Linked DNA regions of Mus musculus: region 1 is linked to region 2. A link is a contact called in public Hi-C data. All regions are on one chromosome and are shown on one strand. Each heading gives the region's core, a stretch centred on a gene start, on an enhancer-like site or on the middle of the called end of the contact. The rest is flanking DNA. Distances are from core to core; before and after follow the strand shown.

What was found. Hi-C and Micro-C count contacts between places; a contact is called where the count stands out from the background.
Region 1: a Hi-C map of cortical neurons shows a contact between it and region 2, with 2.6 times the contacts expected there. The contact joins two enhancer-like sites. A contact is called at or near these places in 1 of 39 promoter capture datasets (embryonic stem cells), 2 of 15 datasets of contacts at CTCF or cohesin (embryonic stem cells and pro-B cells), 10 of 484 Hi-C or Micro-C datasets (the C2C12 cell line, the CH12 cell line, cerebral cortex and 5 more), 5 of 115 datasets of contacts at active chromatin or transcription factors (embryonic basal ganglia, embryonic forebrain, embryonic stem cells and 2 more) and 2 of 9 other capture datasets (embryonic stem cells and pancreatic islet).

Annotation. Positions count from the first base shown.
Region 1 is chr15:84,940,636-84,945,464 of GRCm38.p6, forward strand. Nup50 (nucleoporin 50) reads left to right here. Exons shown (of 8, transcript NM_016714.2): 8 at 1-2,328. 5031439G07Rik (RIKEN cDNA 5031439G07 gene) reads right to left here. Exons shown (of 10, transcript NM_001033273.3): 10 at 3,301-4,829. Among named protein-coding and RNA genes, the nearest start is that of Mir1249, 8.6 kb to the right of the region's middle. Within about 2 kb of position 2,451, at least 43 of the 459 cell types and tissues checked have an H3K27ac peak or open chromatin away from gene starts, as enhancers often do. A contact at or near this core is called in cerebral cortex and cortical neurons, where this site is marked.
Region 2 is chr15:84,753,435-84,758,080 of GRCm38.p6, forward strand. It overlaps Arhgap8 (Rho GTPase activating protein 8), which reads left to right. Exons shown (of 12, transcript NM_001164628.1): 6 at 2,904-3,002; 7 at 3,586-3,696. Among named protein-coding and RNA genes, the nearest start is that of Gm52202, 35 kb to the right of the region's middle. Within about 2 kb of position 3,262, at least 37 of the 459 cell types and tissues checked have an H3K27ac peak or open chromatin away from gene starts, as enhancers often do. A contact at or near this core is called in cerebral cortex and cortical neurons, where this site is marked.

The sequences.
Region 1 (4,829 bases), core at 1,201-3,700, 190 kb after region 2:
CTGAAAAGGGTTGTGTGCTCATGGCCGTTTGTGCCCTGCTGAGCCCTGGTGGGCACAGTCTGAATGGAGTTCTCTCACGAGCCGTGTGCTCATGAGAAGCAAGAGTATGGGAGTGGAAGACGGCTCATTTGGCCCGTAGCTTCAGACAGCAGCATATTATTTGGCGTCTGAAGAAAACATTTTTATCTTTACTTTTTTAAGGATGAGGTATTATTGAGTATGTCCATTTGGAAGAGAGCCATGGTTCTACACGCTGGTCATGTTACCTCAGAGCGGTGAGGTTGCTAATACTAGTATTCTCTGAAGACCAGACATGGGTTAAATTCGAGATTTGATGACGAGCTGGTCATGGTTCCTGTCTAATCCCGGTGCTGGAAAAGCTGAGGCAGGAAGATCATTTGAGTTCACAGCAGCTTGAGCTACTGTAAGACACCTCCCCCACCCCCAATAAAATCAAATAGAATAGAAAGTTTGACTCTTTAAAAGTCCACTTGCATTTCTCATAAAACCATTTGACACTAGGACCAGATCTTGTCTGAAGGCTCAGGGTCAGTACCCAGGGGCGCACACTTGTGTGATCAGGTTCCGACAAAAGCTGGGTGGCACAGTTGCTTTCTTAAAGCTGCCGTGCTAGGTGGGATGAAACCTGGTTAACTTTTATTTTCACATGGGTCTTAGTCTCACTATGTAACCCTGGCTAGCCTTGAACTCAGATCCACCTGCCTCTGCCTCCTGAGCCCAGAGATGTTCTTGAGGTGGGGTGACAGTGCTCTGTGCATTTTGGCACGTATCTGCAGATGCATGTTTGTGCTTCTTGGGCTGTGGACCTAAGGAGATGCTGTGCGGTTTGGTTTGGTTTTGCCTTGTAGCATGGAGAATTGGTTCCTAGCAAGCAGGTTGCTGCTTCTGTTGGCCCTGGCCCTGGCTTCTTCACATTGGGCTTCCCAGCTTTCCAAAGATGAAACAAGGGGTGTGCATTTCAGAACAGTACTGTGTAGCCACGTGCCTGTGGGGCTGACACGTGTCAAACTCACAGGCACTTTCAGGAACTTGTCTCTTCATGGTGGCAGTGCTCTGTGAGCATCTGCCCATGCCTTGAATATTTACCAAAAGAATAAAAGCAAAAAAGATCATGACTGGACTGCCTTCTAGAGCTCCCCGGCCAATTTCAGTTGTAAATTAGTGAGGGTGGCTTGCTTTTTTTTCTAACATTCCAGCAATTTGCTGCTAAAGACTATCACTTTTGGAAACAAGAATTACAGGGGAGATGTGTGGGGTGTGACTGTAACTCGGTGTCTTGTCTTTATGCTTTAGGAGCTAGCTCATTGCATCTGACCTGAGTATGGGAATCACTATGAAGTCTGAGTGTCACAGGGAGGCCCCCGGAGGGCACTCTGTTCTTCTTCCACTGTGTGTGTAGCTGGTTCCAACCCATGGCTTAAACTTCATTTATGGTTTAACGTGTTAGAAACTTGCATCTTGTCTGTTTAATGTGAACTGAGGTGTGTATCTCCAGTTTGAAAATCTCACGTTGTGTCTTACATTTGCCTGAAGGAAGTGTGTGTTCTCTGTGGTCAGGGTGCATCTGGCAGATGCTAAGCCTGGGCCTTCCCACACTATAGCTCACACTATGACACATTCCCAGCCCTGCCATGTCCTCCTCAGAGAGCCACACTGTACAGGCTGTGTCTGTGTCAGTGACAGGTCCGACTGTTGGTGGGCTGATGCTCTGTTTTACCATTTCAGTTCTGAATCCTGTTTTTTTACATGCTGTGTGCCAAAAACCAAAACAAACCAACAACAACAACAAAAAAAATACCTCCTATGGCATAGAGGGGAATTCACCTTGCTGTCAGGGAAAGCCGTTTCCCTACCTTTTGAACATTACGAAGTCTGTTCTTGCCAGTTTCTTCATTATGTTACTATCTCTGAAGATGAGAAACAGCCCCTTGAGGCTGCAGAGTACCCACTTAGACCACTGGAGTGGGATTTTAAGGAGATGGCCTGCTCTGTCACTTGTAGGTGAGGTTGGGAGTTCTTCAGGGCGTCTTTCTAGCCACATGCTCTGTACACAGCCACCAAGTGCTCTCCAGAAGCAATCACAAGCCTGAGGACTGTCCCTTAACACAGATTTGTAAAAGTGACGTCAGACTTCGTAGCCAGCACATGGAGTGATCCGCCTTCTACTCGGAACGGGAACTTGTTTTCTCCAGCTAAAATACTTGAATTGTCAGGCAGTGTAATCTCAGTGTGTGTTAGCTTTTGAATGAGCCTTTAAGGAAGTGTAACAATCCATGAAATGTGAATAAATGGAAAGTTGAAAAACCAGCGTTGGGTACTGTTCTGTTCTGTGATATTCTTGGCAGATCAGTGGGGAAAGCAGCACACAGTAGTGTGCACAGACGGATCTGAAGTGGGGGCTGACCAGCTGACTGGGATGTAGGGTGAGCAGCTTGAAGCTTGGCCCGGGCCTGCCTGCACTGGATTACAGTCGGCTGCAGAGCCAGAGCCCTGTTCTAGGCAGGCAGTCCTCCAGCCTCAGACAAATTCCAGCTGGGAGAGGTTAGCTTTCTTCTTCAGAAGTAAGTTATTCATACTAGATTCTTGTTCATTCCGTGATGTACTTACTGGAGTTGTGTTCAGATTCTAAAGTTTCCTAAGAGACACTGCATTATCTGAGTTATAAGGTGTTTTCCTGGTTAGGGGAAAAAAGCTAAAAGGCTGTCCCCGGGGTTCCGAACTGTGAGATTCATAAGTTATAGGTGCTTGCTGAAGAGCAAGATTGTCCCTGAGCCATTAGGGAGACAGACTGATCTGGTGTGGACCCCCAGTGTAACCCTGGAGCTTCCAGTGCCAGAGGTTCATAGAAATTAGAGCTGACAGCTTTTGGGGACCCCGCCCTAAGCCCACTCAGGTCAAGGCCAGTCTTTGATACAGTGGTTTTTGTATAATCACACTACTACTAGTCATTGTATGTGAACGGATGACGCGCTGCACAGCTGTGATCAGCCAGCACTGGCTGGCAGACTCCCTCCCTGTAACTCCCAGATAGAGCCATGACTCCATGCCCGTTAGCACATCCTAGGAGGAGATGGCAGTGACCACCAGCATTCCCAGGAACTATGACAACCTCTCATGACCGTGAGGAACCTCGCAGTCACTGGACCTGAAGGGATGTATTGGGTTTACCTTCTCTTTGAAGATCCCAAGCCCTGGCAAACGGGGGTGACATGGCTTGCTGGGGGACCAGGGCCACATGGCCCTTTCCATCACCCCCACTGAATCACTGGACTTCATTGGTTTCTAGAATTGGCTTAAGTCTTTTGAGTAAAATTGTTTATTCAAAATATAATCAAAGTTCACCAGAAACAATGGTTATTTCAAACTGAGCAACCTAATTGCTTTATTAAAGTCAGAGTCCAAAATGAAAGAGCCATCCACATAGAAGAGAGAAAAGTTTTGATGGCCCACTGGCTTCCATGAGGCTGTAGGAGGCAAGTGAGTGACACTTAAGAACAGGAACATTCATCGCCCATCCCCAAAGCAAGCTTCTCCTTCCTCACATTTCCCAGCTTCCTTCCCTTTAACAAGCACAAAGTCTGATGTCTCCAGTTGACATGGGCATATACAGTGAGCTACAGAGACTGCATTATTTTACACTCCTCTCTTCTACATACGTTCTGGAAGGTTTTCCTTTCCGGGGAACATTCTCTTCCAGGCTGACAGCGGCTCCTTACAGGTATGTATGAGTCAGGATAAAAGACCTGAGAGCAGAACTGCCCTCCCAAGGCAGCTGGGAGACGGAAGGCCAGCAGGGCAGCCAGCTTCCAGAGCAGAGGCTTCAGGCCACTTGAAAGGGCTACCCAGTGATGTGGATAGCAAGGGGGCATGGGTTTCCTGCCAAGCCGCTGCCTCCTTCCCACCTCCTTGTAGTTGTAGCAGTTCAGAAAAACCCTCCTGGTCTGGTGTTCCTAGGGTAGTGACTGGCTCCTTACTATATGTCCCCTCAGTCTCCCTTTCTCTGTCTCCACTGCAGGTCTAACCCCGGGGTATACAGTATATTAGGACCTATTCTTTGTGACATAAGTCATTTGGCATGTTTTAGAAACCCATTTGCATGGAAGGTGGCTATATTTCTGACCCGTGATGATTACAGGCCCTAGAAAGAGCCAGCCAGATGATCTCACCCTCCATGCTCCCCCCTTCCCCCACCTCTCACCCCCACTGCAGAGGAGCTCCGCAACAAGGAAAGTCAGATGCCTGCCAGGATCTTTTCTGAACTCCCATTTTGGGTCCCAACTTCTATTCCAGCCATCTTCCTGCTACTGTGATGGTTTTTAGGGGGTTCTCTTAGAAAAGCTTTGAGAGTTTGCAGTCCAAATACTGCCAGGGTGTATTTTCATGGGAGCACAGAACCGAGCCCAAAATATATCATGTGGTCAGCTTTGGAAATGCCCACACTCTGGCTAGGGTGGTCACTATCCCTCTCACAGGGTCTTCACAGACCAACCAGTATGTGGTATGGCGTCTGTCAGCCCCAGAGGATACCATTTCATAATGTTATCAAAGTCAAGGTCATTCCCTTGATTTGCTATTTGTTTGTATTAATGTGAAACATGTATTAAAGATGGGGGCATTTAAAAGAAAATTCACTTGAAATGTCTCTAAAATATAATGCAATGTCTCAAAGAAAGATGGAATCACAAAGTCAACAGCCACCACTAAGCCTGCCTTGAGAGGCTGGCCTTCTGTTGGGTATGGGTGTTCAAGGGAAAGCCACTCATAATTCGCACACTAACACATTCTATGTGTGCTACCTCATGTCTTCA
Region 2 (4,646 bases), core at 2,012-4,511:
CAGGACAGAGACAAGGGCGGGCATCACATCCTTTCTCCCCACTCCCCTCTGACTTCAGCAGCCCAGCCCACCAAGTCACCAAGTGCATGGAAAACTCCAGTCTTCCTGCATCCCCCACCTCCTACCTATCCTCCTTGAGGGTTCAGTTCTCGAGTCTCCATCACTCAGACGCAGTCACACTGTTGGTATCAGATCCCTCTTCACTGGACAATGAGCGACCCTAAAGGTCATTCAGGTCCCAGAGCCTGCAAATCGGTCACGTTCCACAGCACAGGAGTTATGCCGACAAGATTAAGCTGAGGAGTTGCAAACAGAAGACACTTGGAATGTTCTCCAGGCGAGAGGTGAACAATGGGGTCCTTAGAGTAGCCTTTCCCAGCACTGTAGGGGAAGAAGCTTAAAGGGGCCGTGCTGCTGGCTTCGAGGATGGAAGCAGGAGTCCCACACAAAGGGTCGCAGGCACCTTTAAGAACTAGAAGAATTAAGGGGGCCACAGCCCTGCCCGCCCATGGTCTTCCCCACTGACCTGGACCCCATGGAGGGTATGCTGGTGCCATTTCAAGCTGTTTCTTTTGCTCCGGGTCCCTGACAGCTGCCTGGGGACCACCCATCTATAACCTAGGACCCCAGGACCCCACCAGTACATGTTCTTGAATGTCTGCCTGCATTGATGTGTGTGCTTACGCTACACATTCCTATTCAGTGTGTATGTTCATTTGCATTCACAGAAGCACACACACACACACACACACACACACACATGCACACACTCCATCAGTGGCTCCTGGAAAGTGCTGCGACCTTGCCTCACCTCACCTCAAGTCCCATCCCACACTTCACCTGGCCTATAGTTCAACGTGCCTTCCCCACAGCCCTCATGTTCTATGGAACGTAGCATGCACCACCATGCCTGGTTTGTTCTAGAATATTTTTAACTCTCCTTTGGGGGTTGAATTATCAAGTCACCTTATGTTATACACCAAACCATCTTATGTCTTTCAGCCATGCCTTCTCTACCTCTAAACAGGGGAGGTCAGTGCTCAGAGAGGTCATACAGCTTCCATAGGTCACACAGCTTGTGAAGGACTCTGGACTGGGATCTAAGGACAGAATGAAACCTGAACACAGGATGAAGTGTGTACTCACACACACTTGAACTTGGATCCTGAGCACTGTCCCGACTCTTCCAGCAGCTGTGGGTGTGGCACAAGTCTTGCCCTATGCCTGTGCTGGCATTCCTGACTGAGCTGCTCAAGGCCCTTCCGCCAGTGTAAAAGGCCAGATGGGTCATGTCTACTTACCCTCGCTAATCCTAGGGTCCAGCGGGTGCCTGGCTTAAAAGCAATCGTCAGACAGCTACAGAGAGAAAGGTGGTGTGTGGCTCCTGAGTGGGCAGGTGTGACATGGGAGGTCCCCAGAGTGCTGAAGCAGATGTTACTGTCTAGAAAGTTCCACAGGACAGCTAGGTCCTTAGTAGGCTCAGTGGGCTCTTCCTGTCCATACACACAAAAAAAACCATTAATAGCACTTCATACCCCAGAGGAAACCTTAATGTCCCCAGAGCAGAGGCAAAACTGTCCCCGAGTTGTCTGTTATCTGAACAGATAGGTGAGGATGCCCCATAAGACCTGTCCCAACCCTTTCCTCAGGGCCTAGGGCCTGCATTCTTTCCCCAGATAAGGCTCCCTGGCTCCCTTGCTCATGGCTGGAATCTGGCCCCCAGGTCTGATCCACTCTTGTCCACAAGAGGGAGCCAGTGCACAGGCCTTGACCTCCCTTGGGGTGTGGGAACTGTTTTAGGTTGGACCCGGAATTCTACTCCACTCACAGGGGTGTCCCATCTATCAGATCCCCTGTGGTCTTGTTTTGTTTGAGCAGCGGTAAGTTAGATAATCTTAATTTCATATTATCTACAATGTGGAGCACACATGGGTTGTTTTAACTGCAGCAGAATCTGGCACTGCTGAGCACAGAACTTGCCTTTTCTCATCATTGCAATGTCTACTTACAATGGTTCAAGTTCACAGTCTGTATCAGTGGGACCCAGGCCTTGGCAGATCACCAGCCTTATCCTGGACCCCTGGGAGAGAATAGAAAGGCTGGCAGAGGCCATGTCTCCCCATGGCCTGAAGCATCCCTGGAGAGTCTCCCAAGGTCCCTGCCCTTTGGTCTGTCAGGGAGAGGAGATGGCCCAACACAAAACAATTACTCATCTCGGACCATAGTGACTTCAGACATGCAGGCTCGGCTCACTGGTCCTCTGAGCTGGCACATAGTTATGGTCAGTATCAAAGTCAACCTGGCAGTATGGAGAATCACATGGGAGAGGGGTCTCTGGGCATGTCTGTGAGCAGTTATCCTATTAATTGAAGCGGGAAGACCTGTACCATGTGGGTGGGACCATTCCCCTGGCAGCAGATCCTGGGTTGTATAAAGAGAGAAAGGAACTGAGCAGTGGTATACGTGTGTGCATCGTCTGCTGGCCTGGACATAGATGACCTGCTGCTTCGAGCACCTCCTACGTTGACATCACTGCCATGATGGGAGTGTTGCTTGAACTTTGAGCTGAAATAAGTCCTTTCCCCCTTAAGTTGTCTTTGTGCAGTATGTAAATTCACAACCAGTTCAAAGTAGAGGCATAATTATTTTATGCATGCGAGCCTCTAGGGCCTGTGGCATATTCTGGGTGTCAGTGCATGCTCTGTCTTTTGTTTGTTTGTTTGTTTGTTTGGGGAGGGGGAGGTTCAAGACGAGGTTTGTCTGGGTAACAGCCTGGCTGTCCTGGAACTCTGTAGACCTGGCTGGCCTTGAATTTACAGAGAACCACTTGCCCCTGCTTTCTGAGTGCTGGGATTAGAGACCTGCCCCCTCAACATTTTATTCTCTTGCTTCTCCTTCCTCAGTCACAAGTTTGGGAAAAAAGTCACCTACTGCAGCAACCTGCGTGAGCTCCGAGAACACCTTCAGTGCGACCAGCTGCTCATCCCCCCGGAAGTAGTGCGGTGAGGGCCCGCCCCCGCCCCCGCCCCGCCCCGCCCCTGCCCCGCATGGCTCTGGGGTCCGGTATCCACGTACATACATGAGGGAGAGCAAACCACGAAGGCTGCATACAGTACAAGTACAAACTGATTAAAAACACATCCAGGCACGGGTTTGCCGTTCTGCTTCTGAGCCGGATATGAAAGGGGTTCCCTGGTGTGCTGGTGAGCCGTGTGTGGAATGAAATGTTCTAGGAGTGGCAGGCGCGGGGGATTCGGGAAGACAGCTAGCGGGCGTTTCATTCAGCTCCTGCTGAATGCCCCACTGAGTGTCTGGCAAGCCGGAACGCAGGGTCAATGAGCAGAAACTCCGTGGCTTCAGGCCTGTGCCAGGCAGGCCAGCTCCAGTGAAGCTCCTGAGCCTGGTCTTCACTTCTCTCTGAGGATGCGGCGCCCTGCCCCGGGATGCCTGAAACTTACAGAGGTAGAATATGTGGGTTTCCTATTGATGCGGATGGGGCTTAGTCTCCACATAGCACTTGGAGATGACTTCTATGGCTAAAAGGCTGTCCCCCTGTGAGGTGACACTCTCCTGTTGTGTCCATAGGTATGACGAGAAACTGCAAAACCTGCACAAAGGTCAACCGCCCCCGCCCACCAAGACACCGCCACCTCGGCCGCCTCTGCCCACCCAGCAGTTTGGCGTCAGCCTGCAATAGTAAGTAAAGGAGAGATACTCTGCCCTCCTGAGCAGTGGGACCCCTCTCTGTCCAAAGAGGTTACCCCAGGCCTCTGCCTCCTGCCTACAGGAGAGATAAAGGTTCAAGTCCCCTCTGAGGTGGAGTGGCCGCTGCTCCATGTGTACCTGGGCAGAGGACAAGAGCTTTTCGGCCACCCTTCAGTTCTGGCTCCCTGCTCTTTGGGCCTTTCCTGTCATCTTCCAAGTGAGACATGCTCGAGGGACTTTGATCTTTGGTGGATCTGTCATTTCCTACCTGTTTACCAGGCCAGCTTCATTCACGTGCATCTTGGGCCCCTCCCCCAGAAGCCTTCCCCAGTATCCCATCACAGCATCCCCAGTCCAGGTTCTTATGTGCCCCACCCTCTGGGTCATGAGTTTGTCCCTCTTTGGGTCTCATGCCCTGGTAGTAGACCTGGCCGACATAAATCCAAGGCGATGTTTTATCCTAAAGAAGCTGAAGCGGTCAGGCCACCCACAGCACACTCGGGAAGAGCTGGACACTTCAGTTGCTTTGTGTGAGAGACCCGCACGAGGTTTGATTTTAGGTCCACGAGGAGCTGGGCACCCTGGGAAGAGTTTAAGGGAAATCTGTTGGGGATGTAAGTTTGTCCCTGTGCTTCCTGGGCTACCAGGACAGGATTCCTCTTGTCCTCTTGTAGACGCTGGGATAAGACCCATCCAAATGCTCTCACGGTCTGCAGTGCATGTGTAGAAAACAAAATATGCCCAGTGGATGTCACATCCTAACCTCCCCAGTACCTGTGGCTGCAACTGGCTGGCAGGAAGGATTTTGCAGATGTGAGCAGCGTCTTGAGATGGGAGCTAACTGGGACACTTTGGTGAGCCCAGGGTAGCCCCTTGGGTTATATAAGCAAGAGTCTGTAAAGCTGCAAAAACAAAGAGAATATCCCAGAGCCTCCAGGTCC